Linked DNA regions of Rattus norvegicus: region 2 is linked to region 1. Evidence: chromatin contacts called from public Hi-C data. All regions are on one chromosome and are shown on one strand. Each heading gives the region's core, a stretch centred on a gene start, on an enhancer-like site or on the middle of the called end of the contact. The rest is flanking DNA. Distances are from core to core; before and after follow the strand shown.

Region 1 (2,941 bases), core at 296-2,795:
AAGCTCTGTAGTGGGGGCTCAAGGAAAAAGGCCAGACATAAAGCATTTGGCAACTCTGCAGTTCAACAGCCCCAGCAGCCCCATGCTAGCGTCCCGGAGAAGCTGCTGGCCTGTACTTCTGGCCTGGTGGAAGACATTGAAGAAGAACCAGCAGCCTCCAAGATGCAAAGGCCTTTGGGAATGCCAGAAGCCATGGTTCAGCTCAGGCCTGGGCCAAGACAAGCATTCTCTCCCCTCCTGTCTTCAGCTGGCCCTGTAGCCCCAGCGTCTGAGACAAACACAGAGGAGACCACACCAGGACATGGCGGAGCTTCCAAGCCTGAGGACTGCCTCAGTAAGAACATCTCAGGCCACGGGTCCCCAGCTCCTGGGCTCCAGTTCTCCTACTTGAAAGAACAGCGGGCACCTCTTGGGAACCCCGAGAAGGGCCAGCTCACCAAGCCTTGGAAGGCCCTGTGCCCCCTCAACTCTCTGCAGCCTTGCGGAGCCAAGGCCCCAGGAAAAGGTAAGAGCCCACATTCAGCAGGGCAAGGACCAAGCTTATCCCGGGGCAGGAGGCTCAGGCTGTGAGTTGCGGGGGCCACAGTGCTGTCCCAGTCTCAGGGAACTAAAGACGTCTCACTAGTGTTGAGCTGAGCAACTATTGAGGCTGTTTGGGGTCACATTCTAGCTTTTAGTCATGCTGTGTGACCTTGGCCAGACGCTTGACCTCTCTGAGTTTAGGCCTCTTTCTCTGCTGGGGATTTAACATCACAGAGCTGTTCTGATGGTTCAAAGATGTGCCAGAAGGAAAGGACTTAGCATTGCTGTCAGAGACCAGATCGTGCTATAAGCTGTATTGTCATTTGGATGGAAGAGAAAAGCTGTCCCTTGAAGAGTTTGTCTCCTGTTTAACATCTCCTGCTTCGTCATTTTTCTTCCCCAGATGGAACAACTCTCCCCACAACATCTGGCTCAGGCACACTGTCTGGGGAGCCGCCTGGCTTCCGGAGAGATTCTGCAGGTCTCCCAGGAGGAGGACTTCGCCTGGAGGAGTGTTCTAGGCCCAAGCCCAGGATTGTGACTCTGGGAGTCAAGCTTCTCCACTCCAGGATAGCCTGCCTGCCAGGTCCCAGGGTTGAGAGGGGAGTGGAAGGAGCATTCCCAGACACTGGCGGGTGAAGAGGGAGAAGGCTCAGGAGGTTGCACAGTTCCCAGCCAAAGGCTTGAGTTAGAGGAAAGCAGCGTCTAGGTATCCATTCAACCGTCTGTTCATTTGTCCATCCACCCAAACATCTATCCATCCATCTATCTAGACTTCAGTGAGGCAGCCAAGGCCAAGCCTGAGACAAACATTCTTGGAAAGGTTCCCACAAGGAAGGGACAGAGCAAAGGAAGGCAGGCAGAGAAAGGGATGAAGAAGACCATGGTCAGGCTCTGGGGAGGCTCTGAGGGATGGATTATACTACCTAGCCGGTTAAGCCATCGGGGTCAGTATTTAATGTCTAGGTCTGTTAGACATTAGCTGCAGGCTGATCCTGGGTGTGTCAGTCATTAACTTGGGGCTGATCCTGAGTCTGTCAGTCATTAACTGAAGGCTGATCCTGGAATGGGATGCAGGCTGAGCCAATAAGCTAGTATAGCTAAGGGAAAATCTTCAGGGACGGAGGCATCTATGAGGCTCTGGTATCAGTCCTTCCAGCCTGTGGCAAGCAAGCCCGACCCCCTTGGACCAGCCAGTGACAGCATCCATGCTGCAGGCCTTAAATTCCCAATTGGCTATTCAATCTCTGTTTCCTGAACCCTAGAGTCAGCACTGTTAGGAAATGAGTCCGATGTGATCCTTGCACCCACAAAACCTTCATTCTAGTGTTAGAGAAAATTCAAGGGGTCATTATGATCTAATGTAAAGGAAATGTCCAGGAACTGGGAAAACGTAGATAGTGGCCCTGGCCCAGGATTCCCATGGGAGAGGCCAGGACAGCTTCTGGAAGAAGTTTAGTAGTAATGGGCGTTGGCCATGGAAATGTTGGGAACAGTGTTTCTGAGTCAGGGAACAGCACTTATAAAGGTCAGGGGCCCCAAGGGCCACCGTGCGAACTGGGAGCTAACTGTCCTGCCTCCTCGCTGTTCCTGGACATCTCCTGAGCCCCATCTACCCACAGACCCTAGAGGGACCATCTGCCGGTGTCCCAGTCATTTGTTGACACTTGATTAACTTTTCCAGTGGCTATGAGAGCCTCCTGCATTGTCACCTGCCGCTCCTGCTTCTGTCTGACATTGATCACCCAGCATGGCCACAGCAGAAAGGTTTTATTTAGGGCTAGAGATGGCAAGGGCAGTGTTTGGAGCACAGGGGTCTCCTTGGTCCAGTACAAAAACAAACCAGGTGCAGTGGGGCCTCCCACGTGAAAGGCTGCCTATTGCCCTGCTCCTGTCCCGGCAGCATTTGGTGGGTAAGCAGAGTCAGGCACCAGTCACATGGTTGACATGTCCCAGGACATCCAGCCTCTGACCCTTTGCTGCTCAAACTTGTGCAGGGACTGGCTCTCCCTTGCACCTCGTGGGAGCTAGAGAGAGGAGACAGGCGGGGCTGCTGGATCCATCTACACTCTGCAAGCTCTCGGGTTTGCAGGGTTAGAGCTGTGTTGCTCTAACCTCAGTGCCTCAGGCGTCTGTGCTCTGACTCCATCCTGAGCCAATCCCAGGAGGCAGTGGAGTTGTAGGTGTAGCTTAATGCAGGATCCTGGGCCAGGGCCAGAGTTCTAGAAGGTGAGGAATACGGAAATCTTGCCTTGGCTGGATCTCAGTAGCTGGAGAGAGGAGGGTGACGCACACTAGGCAAGCAGAACAGCATGGCAGAAGGTTAAGCCAGCTATGCTAAGAGTTGTATAGGATGGGGACAAAGATGGTGCCCAGTCGCCACAGCTGAATCCACTGGTCCTGGCCGAGTGCTGAACAC
Region 2 (2,714 bases), core at 48-2,547, 39 kb before region 1:
TGAGCATACAAGTTAATAGGATTGCTGCACTTCCAAAAACTCACTCCAGTTGCCACATGGGACATGAGCTGAGCCTCTGCTCACCCAAGCAGTCAGTCACACACGCACTCATGTGACACGTACACACACACACCAGTTCTGGGTTTAAACACAACCATATCCTCCTCGAAGTTCTTAGGGGAATCTGTTAGTATCCCTTCGACGTCCTGCATGGCCTGGAACATGAGTTCCGGGGTAGGAGAGCAGATCCCCTGGGGCCTGTGCACAACTGGGTGTGAGGACCTGGTCTGATTTGAGCTGGGATCGCCCTGAGTTCTGCAGTTCCTCTCTCTGTCACCGGGAGGCAGCACTAAGCAGCCTCATGAAGGGCCTCAGTGAGGGAGGACCAGAGCTGAAACGCAGGTGCGCACTTTCCATAGCTTTTACAAGAGAGACTCTGCTCTCCTGCAGAAGTGGACAGTTGTAGTATGTCCCACCCAGTCCTGCCATGGAAGAATCGGGGCCGGTGGGTGGATCTGTGAAGCTCCCAGCAGCGAAGAGGTGAGGGGAGTTGTTACCTGCCTGGGCTTGGAAAATAGCCTGGGGTAGTTTCCCCAGAGTCTGTCTGCAGAGTGTGGACCTCTCACTGGAGGGGGCTCCCTCTCTCAGGTTGACATTCTCTAACAGGTAAGGCAGACATCAGGCTTTGGAAAGAAAGGGTTTAGACTGTGCGCCGAGACACCGTGTAGAGAGATGGGACCACGGGGATCCTCAGAGTCCCGGGGCACTTGGAATCTTCTAGAGTGTGGTTCAGTCCCAGTTCTTACACTTCGTAGCCCTATGAGACTGTGCCTTAGTTTCTTTCAATGTCAAACAGGGGGAAAGGGAGGGTATCCCCAGCAGATCTATAAATTTGCCAGGCACCCTATTTAAAGGGTTGTGCACCCTAAGTGCCCAGTCATGGAAAGGAAGGAAGGGAAAAAGGCATCCAATTACCGAAGTCCAGACCCTTCTGGGAGATTCTGGCCACGAAGCCAGGGTCGGTGGCCGCTGTCAAAGCTGTGCCCACGATGGCCAGCAGTGCCAGGCTTGACCATTTCCGCACGTTGTCAGGGCCCCAGGCCATGTCCTCCAGGGCAGCCCCAAACCTCAAGGCCTCGGATGGGAACTTGAGACCTATAAAAAAGCCTTCTGGGGAAGGGCAGGGCAGTAGTAGAAAGAGGAAGGAGGAAGGCAACCGTGGGGGCGGGAGGGGGAGGGCAGCTGCGGTTCCCCATCAACGTTGGGGACCAGTCCAGGGGCTGCCCCAGTGGAGCCTAGAGGTCTGTGCGAGCACGGGCGTGTGCGCATGTGCTGTGAACGTGCACGCGCACATACATGCAAGCACGCGGAAGCCTGTTGAGACCTGTGGCTCTGGGACTGATTCCTCTTCCTTAGCCTTCCATCCTTTTCCTGAGTCCTCCTCACCTCATTTAAGGTTTTCTCCCAAGCTGGGTGATGATCACATGGAGATTCACTGTATCTATTTTTTTTATTTCTTTGGTATTTTTCTTAGTAAAATGGTTTTTTTTTTTCCAAAAAAAAAAAAAAAAACAAAAAAACAAAAAAACCCAAAAAAACAAAAAACAAAAAAACCCCAGGACCTTTGGAGTGCCACCCCCCACTACTCCAGGCCTCGGGGTATTTTTTTAATGCTCTAATTTTGGAGTCTTGTCTTTTTTTTTTTTTTTTGGTATCTCTTTACTCCTTTAAAGGCTGGTTTCAGCCTCTGTTTTTCTGAACCTCGGTTTCCTCTCCTATACAGTGGGGGAAGGGTCGTGGAGGGGGGGGGCTATCACCTTTGTCCTGAGCTTATTGTGAGGACAGGGTGGCCTTATAGGAGAGAAAGCAGGCATAGTATGCCTTGAGAGAAAGAAGTCCAGATGGCAACATTAACGGGACTTCAGAAATAAATACGAGAATCAGTTCCACGGACTCTTCTCCATGAAACAAGACCAAACATATTTTAATTTTCCCCTGTCCCATTCCCCGCTGCCCCCCTCCTCGGCAAGCATACATAGTTGGTTCTGCCTGTTTGTTTTCCTCTTAGAAACAGGATCGTACTGGGTAGCCCTGTAAAGTTCTCTCTTTCTGAATAATAAGCAGCGAACGTTCTTGCCCAGCATTCAATAGTCCATCGTTTCTTTAGCCGAGTTTTCTTAACCAGGTATCTGTTCTCACATTATTTCACCCTTTCTTAGGGATGAGGACTTGAGAGGCTTCTGAGGGGACAGCAAGCTACTCTCAGAGAAAAGATACTTCTAACACCAGCAGGAGGCGCTAGACTGGAGGGGCAAGGTGGGAACCCTGCAACCTAGTTCAGTTTTGCATGCAAGACCTTGAAGTTTTGCAGTCCCGCCCCAAATGGGAGTGGCTCCGTCTCCAAGGTGAAAAGAAGGGGCTGGACTTCAGAGGCTCAAGGTTTCTCCTACGACACCCCCAGACATCCCCATCCCTGGATTTTGTGGAATCCTTCTGAGGTCTTCTCTCCCCTCCCCTCTCCTCCCTTTCTTTTTTTCCCCCTCATCACTGTTTCTAAGAGGATCCTCCTGCTGTCTGCCCTAGCAAGGAGACATTGCCTTCCCAGTACTGGAACAAACACAGAGCGTGTACACAGGACTTGCCAGATGTTTCTCAGGGATTCTTTCCAAGGCAGGGGAGGGCCAATTGCTTCTCCTATGCAATGATTTTGAGTC

The links. Hi-C and Micro-C count contacts between places; a contact is called where the count stands out from the background.
Region 2: a contact with region 1 is called in a Hi-C map of liver, with 6 times the contacts expected there. The contact joins the promoter of Bpi here to the enhancer-like site in region 1. A contact is called at or near these places in 10 of 12 Hi-C or Micro-C datasets (the A7r5 cell line, Schwann cells, frontal cortex and 5 more).

Annotation. Positions count from the first base shown.
Region 1 is chr3:167,288,830-167,291,770 of GRCr8, reverse strand. It overlaps Kiaa1755 (KIAA1755 ortholog), which reads left to right. Exons shown (of 14, transcript XM_006235463.5): 3 at 1-505; 4 at 926-1,108. Among named protein-coding and RNA genes, the nearest start is that of Kiaa1755, 15 kb to the left of the region's middle. Within about 2 kb of position 1,545, at least 6 of the 93 cell types and tissues checked have an H3K27ac peak or open chromatin away from gene starts, as enhancers often do. A contact at or near this core is called in hepatocytes, kidney and liver, where this site is marked.
Region 2 is chr3:167,328,135-167,330,848 of GRCr8, reverse strand. Bpi (bactericidal/permeability-increasing protein) reads right to left here and starts at 1,297. Exons shown (of 15, transcript NM_001004079.2): 1 at 976-1,297. The coding sequence starts at 1,105.